Regions from separate parts of the Gossypium hirsutum genome. Here region 1 is linked to region 2. A link is a contact called in public Hi-C data. All regions are on one chromosome and are shown on one strand. Each heading gives the region's core, a stretch centred on a gene start, on an enhancer-like site or on the middle of the called end of the contact. The rest is flanking DNA. Distances are from core to core; before and after follow the strand shown.

Region 1 (3,237 bases), core at 218-2,717, 150 kb after region 2:
TTTTTCATTGCATGAATGATGATATGAAATGATGATTTTACTGTGAATTTGTCAGTAGTTGCTCCGACAAAAATTGTAGCACCCTGTAGTTTAAACTTGACAATCGGGTCGGGCGAGGGGTGTTACAGTGTTGATGCGGTCGAGTGAAGGGTGTTACAGTGTTGATGCTCCAAACAAACCAAATAGCATATAAGTACAAATCCTTAAGACACACTAGAGAGCACATACATGTTAAGCTCGAAGGTAACAAAGAATGCACACGAGTGCATAATTGAAGACAACAAATATTGCACATAATATGTGTAAGACTCGAAAGAAACAAAACTCTATATCACAAGAGAACTCCACATCTAATCCCTATTGGCATGTCAATCATATCTTAACTATTTCACTAAGTTTATTAGGGCACAATAATAACCATAGATAACTTATTAACTGAGACCAATAACTTTCTTATAATTTAGGTATAGGTATACTCAGAGTTTAGAGATCCACTTAATTCAAAATATTATTTAATATTCATATGGAGACAGATTCATAGTTTCACAGTTCAGAGTTTTGATAGATAACTCATTGTCTAATTGCACAGATCAACACATTAACCATCACGTCTAATGGACTATGTTAAAACCAATTATCAAACATCTCATCAAATAATATTTTTATTATAAAATTCTCGAGTAAAAACCAAAATGCCTTTATATAGCAAAATTATCATTTTACCCTTTTTGCCTCAAATCACATTTTTTTCACAAGTAGGCACTTAATCACTCAAATTCCATAATTCACCTTTAGTGATTAGTAAGAATCCTTGGGTAGTTAAATCCTTCTCTCGATAATAATGAGAAAATTTATAATTTAGCCCATGTACTTTTAAATCTTTTCAATTTGGTCTCAAAAGTGATTTTCATCACACCAATACATATCCCAACTTATTCTTGTGCCAACTTTTTAAAATTACAATTTAATATTTTTTCTGAATTTGCATATTCACAATTCTTTCTATTGATTTCCATCTCCAACATCAATTTTCCTTTCATGAAATTCTTTGATCTGAATCATTTTCTAATATTTTTGGTATTTCATTGCATTCCATCCTAGGATAGTACCAAATGAAATATCAAAAATTTGAGGTGTTAAGGGATAATATGTTATGTGTAAAAAAATTAAGCTTCCATGTTCGCTGAAAGCATGAAACCTTATAATATATATAATTTATAAATATCTAATAATAAATATTTTATAATATAAAATATGAATATTTTAATAATATAAATTAATCTACTTAATTTACCACCATCTACTCTTATAAATTTACTTCAAAAGTTTAATTAAATATTGCTTATTGTTACGTCTATATAAATATTATAAAAATAAATTTTAATTGTAAAAAAATTTATAATGTTTTATAACAAATATAATTTCTACGTTATTAATATTATTGACTTCGTTGATTCCTTTGCCGCCCCTCTTTTCTATTCTCTGTCATCTTATGAAACTAATTTCGATGACAATAATGCCCTTCTCGTTTGACAGTATCCTAACTTGTCATACCCTTGTATCATATGGTTCAATTAAATGGATTGGTTCAATCAATGGGGCATATTTGGGAAACTCAAAAATATGTATGCCTCTCTCTCTCTCTCTCTCTCTCTCTCTCTCTCTCTCTCTCTCTCTCTCGTCAAATGGTCCTCACTTGGCTTCTCAAAAATATAGCTCACCACCGCCCACCTTCACCCCCCCCTTCTCTCTCTCCATCCTTAAAGAACACAATATTTCCCTCATAGAGAGCATGTTGAGGATTGGATTCAGGTTTGTGACTTTCTTCACATTTTTGGGTCTTTGTTCCTTTTTTGCTATTCCAACTTATTTTTCAGTTACAGATTCATACAAAAAGAACTCAAATCATTTCACAATATTTTCTGGGATTCTTTTCTTCTTTCATTATTTTCTGGAAGTGCAGCTTACTGTATTTAGTTTGCTACTACAGAAACATCATTAATGGCTTCATATGTAGAGCCTCACTTCCTCAGTGCTTTTATAACAGGGAATTATCGACACAAACTGGAAGGTATAGCAATGTTCTTCATCCTTCTTTTTATTATTTTCACAGTGCTTTAAATTAAAGTGTATAATATTTGACCTTTATTTCACTTTTAATTTTGGTGATTTGTTTTAAGTTGTTAGATAAAAAGGAGGTTAACGCCATTAAAAGCCTACAGAGGTAATGAAAAAGGCTAAAATCCCTAGACCCCATGGCCTTTGCATCTAGATTCGACTTTACTTTTTTAATTCCTTTATAATTATTAATAAAAAGCTTTTTTAAACCATCATTGATGTTATTGATCCGATAATAAACAAAAAGTCTGGTCGGTGTCACTGTACTCTGAAAAGATCTTCCATGAAATATTAAAAAAATGTTCTTTTTCTCTTTTGTTCTACTGATCCCTTGGCTTTTACTGGAAATTCCATTTTACTTTTTAGAACAATTTGTTTCTAATTCAACAATGCATGTGATAGCTTTGGAAGATACCCCATGGAAAAGATCTGAAGCTTTTTTAATAAAAAGAAATTGGTTAATCTTTACTTTATTCTAATTCGACTATTCAAATGGTATTTAGCAAAGCTGTTGTTTGAATATCATAGATGGAATCTCAAATATATTATTTATGTATAATGTCATATCAACTTATTCTACGTATTACTCATTAAAAATTTAACTATTGAATTAATGATGACTATTTGCTTCAAGATTGAAATTTTAAATTTAGAAAAATATAGAGACATGGAATACTCAATTAGAGTAAATTGATAATTAAATTTAATCAAATGAATTTAAATTTAAAAAATAAATAAGTATAAAAACTAGGATCCCTAGCAAAATTTAACCTTTCCTTTTTGCTTTCTTTTTCGCCTTTGCCATTGATGGCGACCACTGGTAAGTTTCAACCAATCCCAACTGGATTCCACTAATCCAACCACTACCTCAGCATATTCGACATTTACACTAGACTAGAATGAGTCATGGAAATATGCTAAAAATCTTAGTTACCCCATTAATATTCTCTACTAAATTTTACATAACATTAAATCTTTTACCAAAAACAGATGCCGGAGAAATGAGAATTTGTATCAAACCAGAAGATAAAAAAGAAAACGTTGAAAGATCAATGCCATTAAAATCTTTGTTTCTATGTATACTTCCATCAAAGCAGGCTGAAAGGCAAAATAGCATTG
Region 2 (3,084 bases), core at 74-2,573:
ATGACGGCGTGCATGCTCCTCTTCATGCTCATTGCTTAAATTTCTTTGCCCTTTATTGTGAAGATCTTGATGGCTTAAGTCTCCAAATTCAGAAGACCTTGTCATTCTCTTGCTAAAGGAATCAGTCTCTCCCTGATGACAACTCTCAAACCATTCAAAGGTTCCCACTTCTTTGACCGGAGATCCCCGATTGATTATCTTAGCCAAATGTCGAGTTCCCTTTGCACTGGAGACAAAAGGCGATTTAGTCCTCCTTCTCTCTTCAACTCCTTGACACAAATCCACACTATTAAAGCTCAAAAAGTTATCGACGAAGCAAAGTGCAATAGCTTGGGACGAATCTCCAGGTTCCTGAGAATCGACATATTCCAACCTTCTAATCTCATGATCACCTATAGACAATTGAGGCACATCCTTTGTCTCATCACTTCTATCATGATCCCTGGAAGATCTTTTCGTCCCTTCAATTCAAACCACAGAAAATGATTTACTAATAATTACTACGCACCATAAGATTCAACCAAAACATAAACACAAAGCAATCATATTGATCTCAATTTGCTAAGAGAAAAAAGGGGGTACAATGACATTGAATAAAAAATTTAAAACAAAATAAAACCAATGAAAGACTAACCTGCACTGAGTTGTTTGTCAATTGAATCAACATCTAAACAAGGGCTTTGCCCTTCCCTCTTCTTTGACACATTCTTTTCACTTCCACCAGTGATCTTTCTACAATTAAAGAGAGTTATAGTCTCGGTTCTACAACTTCCTTCATCTTCACTATCAAGCACAATTTCCATATCAAGCTCACACATTGCTTGTTCAGCTTTCACATCCTCCACATGACCCATCTCCTCATCACCATCATCATTATCCGTTACTTCAGTGCCAAAGCAAGCTTTCTCCAACTGGGTTTCATTTTCATTTACAGGACTATCAAGCACAACAATATTTATTTGGATCACACTTTGAGAATTTTCTTGATGATTAACGAGAATCCCCCAAAATCATGTAGAAAAAAAAAGGGGGCGATAATTGGAATATTGAAAGGAAAAAAGATTACCGGATGGATGGGGAGTGAGACTCAAAGAGTAGAGTGTGAGTGAGGTAACGTGTATCAGCAGCCATTCAATTTGTTAATGTAGGATTTTTCTCAGTGATCAACGATGATTTGGTGGGAAACCTCAAATTCTTAAATGATGGATGGGAAAGCTAACATGGTGGCATAATAAAACCCCATTTTTATGCATCAGAAGCATTTTGGGATTTTTTGAGTTTTGATTTTTGGAGGGGAAATAATAACAAAAAAATGTACCTGAAGGCGGGAAACTATTCAATTAAACTTAACTATAAATAATTTTGTTTGAGACAAACAAACAAAGTGGGCATTTGGTCTAGTGGTATGATTCTCGCTTAGGGTGCGAGAGGTCCCGAGTTCAATTCTCGGAATGCCCCTCGTTTTTTTTCTGTGTCTCTGACCAATATGCCACGTGTCAGCGCCTCTGAGCCAAAAAAATTTAAAAAAAAGGTAAAATAAGAAAGGGGCGTTCCGAGAATCGAACTCGGGACCTCTCGCACCCAAAGCGAGAATCATACCACTAGACCAAACGCCCGGACGGTTGTGCTTCCCTGCAGAACAGTGTAATTCATTTATTCATTTAGCTAGAGATATGCATTCATAATTAATATATTTAAAATCAAAATATAGCCTGGGTTTTTTACATGTATGCAGTCTAAAATAATGTCAAATATCATGTATTTAAATACCTTGATTATATTTAAAATTTAAAGTATTTCATACAATAAATACAATATATTCTATTTATTCTTTTATATTTTTAAATGATTTAAGTAAGTTAAACTGTTTTTAGACCTAAGTATAATTTTTTTAATATTATTTATTTAAATATTTGTCTTCAAATTTTAATTTTTAAAATACATTTTTAAAGATATCTCAATACACATGGATGTTGAATTTAAGGAATCCGTGCTAGCATGTCAAGGGAAAAGTACTACAAAATATAGTTAACTGTGTTCAGCCCTTATGGATATTGAGCTCAAGGTTGTGAAGTTTCCCAACCAAGCTATTTAATGAGTTGATTTGTGAACAATAAATACCCCACCCATTTCTCTTTTTCTCTCACCTAAAATATTTTCAAACTTAAAAGTAAATTGTGTTTATATTTATTTTTCGAGATAAAAATAGTTGCATTAATATTATAGAAAGAAGACATAGCAAACCATCCGGGATAAAAAAAAAAGAGTTATTGTGAATAAAGTGTCTTGTGTATTTTATGTTTCAGAGATAAATACATTTTTGTTGATTGTAATTTCGCAAGAGTAGTCTAGTTTGGTTACTCTGTATGCAAAGTTTTAACCTTACCTCAATTTTAAATAGCAGATTGGATCATATAGTGGCGACAAAGACAGAGATGAGAGAAAGCCAAGGAGTTGTACACTTTGTTCACACGAGGAGTAGGAATAACAAGGAATGGAGTTATTTTTGAGAAAGAAACCCCCTACATTTCAAACTTTGGATATTAGCTCGTAATTTAGACTCCAAATAAAGGCATTTACAGTTACAATAATGATTCATAAATCATGGAGATATGAATTTAAATCGAAAAGTAATGAGAATATTTTTAAGAGAGAAATTATGATAAAAGAATAAGGGAAACTCGATAATAATTTACAAAAAGATTTATTCACACACAAAAAAATTCCAAGCTGCCACTATTCTTACATGCACACCCTTTCTTCCTTCCAAAGGAAAAGGAATGAGTTAATATTATATGACTAGGTTGAATTGGATGTCAGTAATATTCTTTGTCAAGGCAACAACATTACAAGAAGAGAAGTAACGAGAACAACATCTCATTCTCCTTGCTCTATCCCTTAATCTCATTTTGCTATTCTATCAAAATACATATATACATCAAATCTAATCATAACAACAAAATTATATATATATGCCTGTTTCTTCTCCAAAAAAGAAATAGACTACCCACTTTTTTTTTGTGTATAATTTTTCTTTTATTTACTAAAACCTAAGTCTTATCTGAAAAATTATTTTTACGACTA

The links. A called contact is a pair of places that touch in the nucleus more often than the background predicts.
Region 1: a contact with region 2 is called in a Hi-C map of leaf, with 2.7 times the contacts expected there. The contact joins the promoter of LOC107949012 here to the promoter of LOC107952233 in region 2. A contact is called at or near these places in 16 of 34 Hi-C or Micro-C datasets (anther, callus, fibers and 4 more).

The regions. Positions count from the first base shown.
Region 1 is chrA08:14,215,700-14,218,936 of Gossypium_hirsutum_v2.1, forward strand. It overlaps LOC107949012 (short-chain dehydrogenase reductase 3c), which reads left to right and starts at 1,468. Exons shown (of 3, transcript XM_016883709.2): 1 at 1,468-1,812; 2 at 1,991-2,071; 3 at 3,216-3,237. The coding sequence starts at 1,493.
Region 2 is chrA08:14,069,931-14,073,014 of Gossypium_hirsutum_v2.1, forward strand. LOC107952233 reads right to left here and starts at 1,324. Exons shown (of 8, transcript XM_041075886.1): 1 at 1,067-1,324; 2 at 635-936; 3 at 1-461. The coding sequence starts at 1,131. It overlaps TRNAP-AGG (transfer RNA proline (anticodon AGG)), which reads left to right and starts at 1,387; the gene lies at 1,387-1,458. TRNAP-UGG (transfer RNA proline (anticodon UGG)) reads right to left here and starts at 1,616; the gene lies at 1,545-1,616.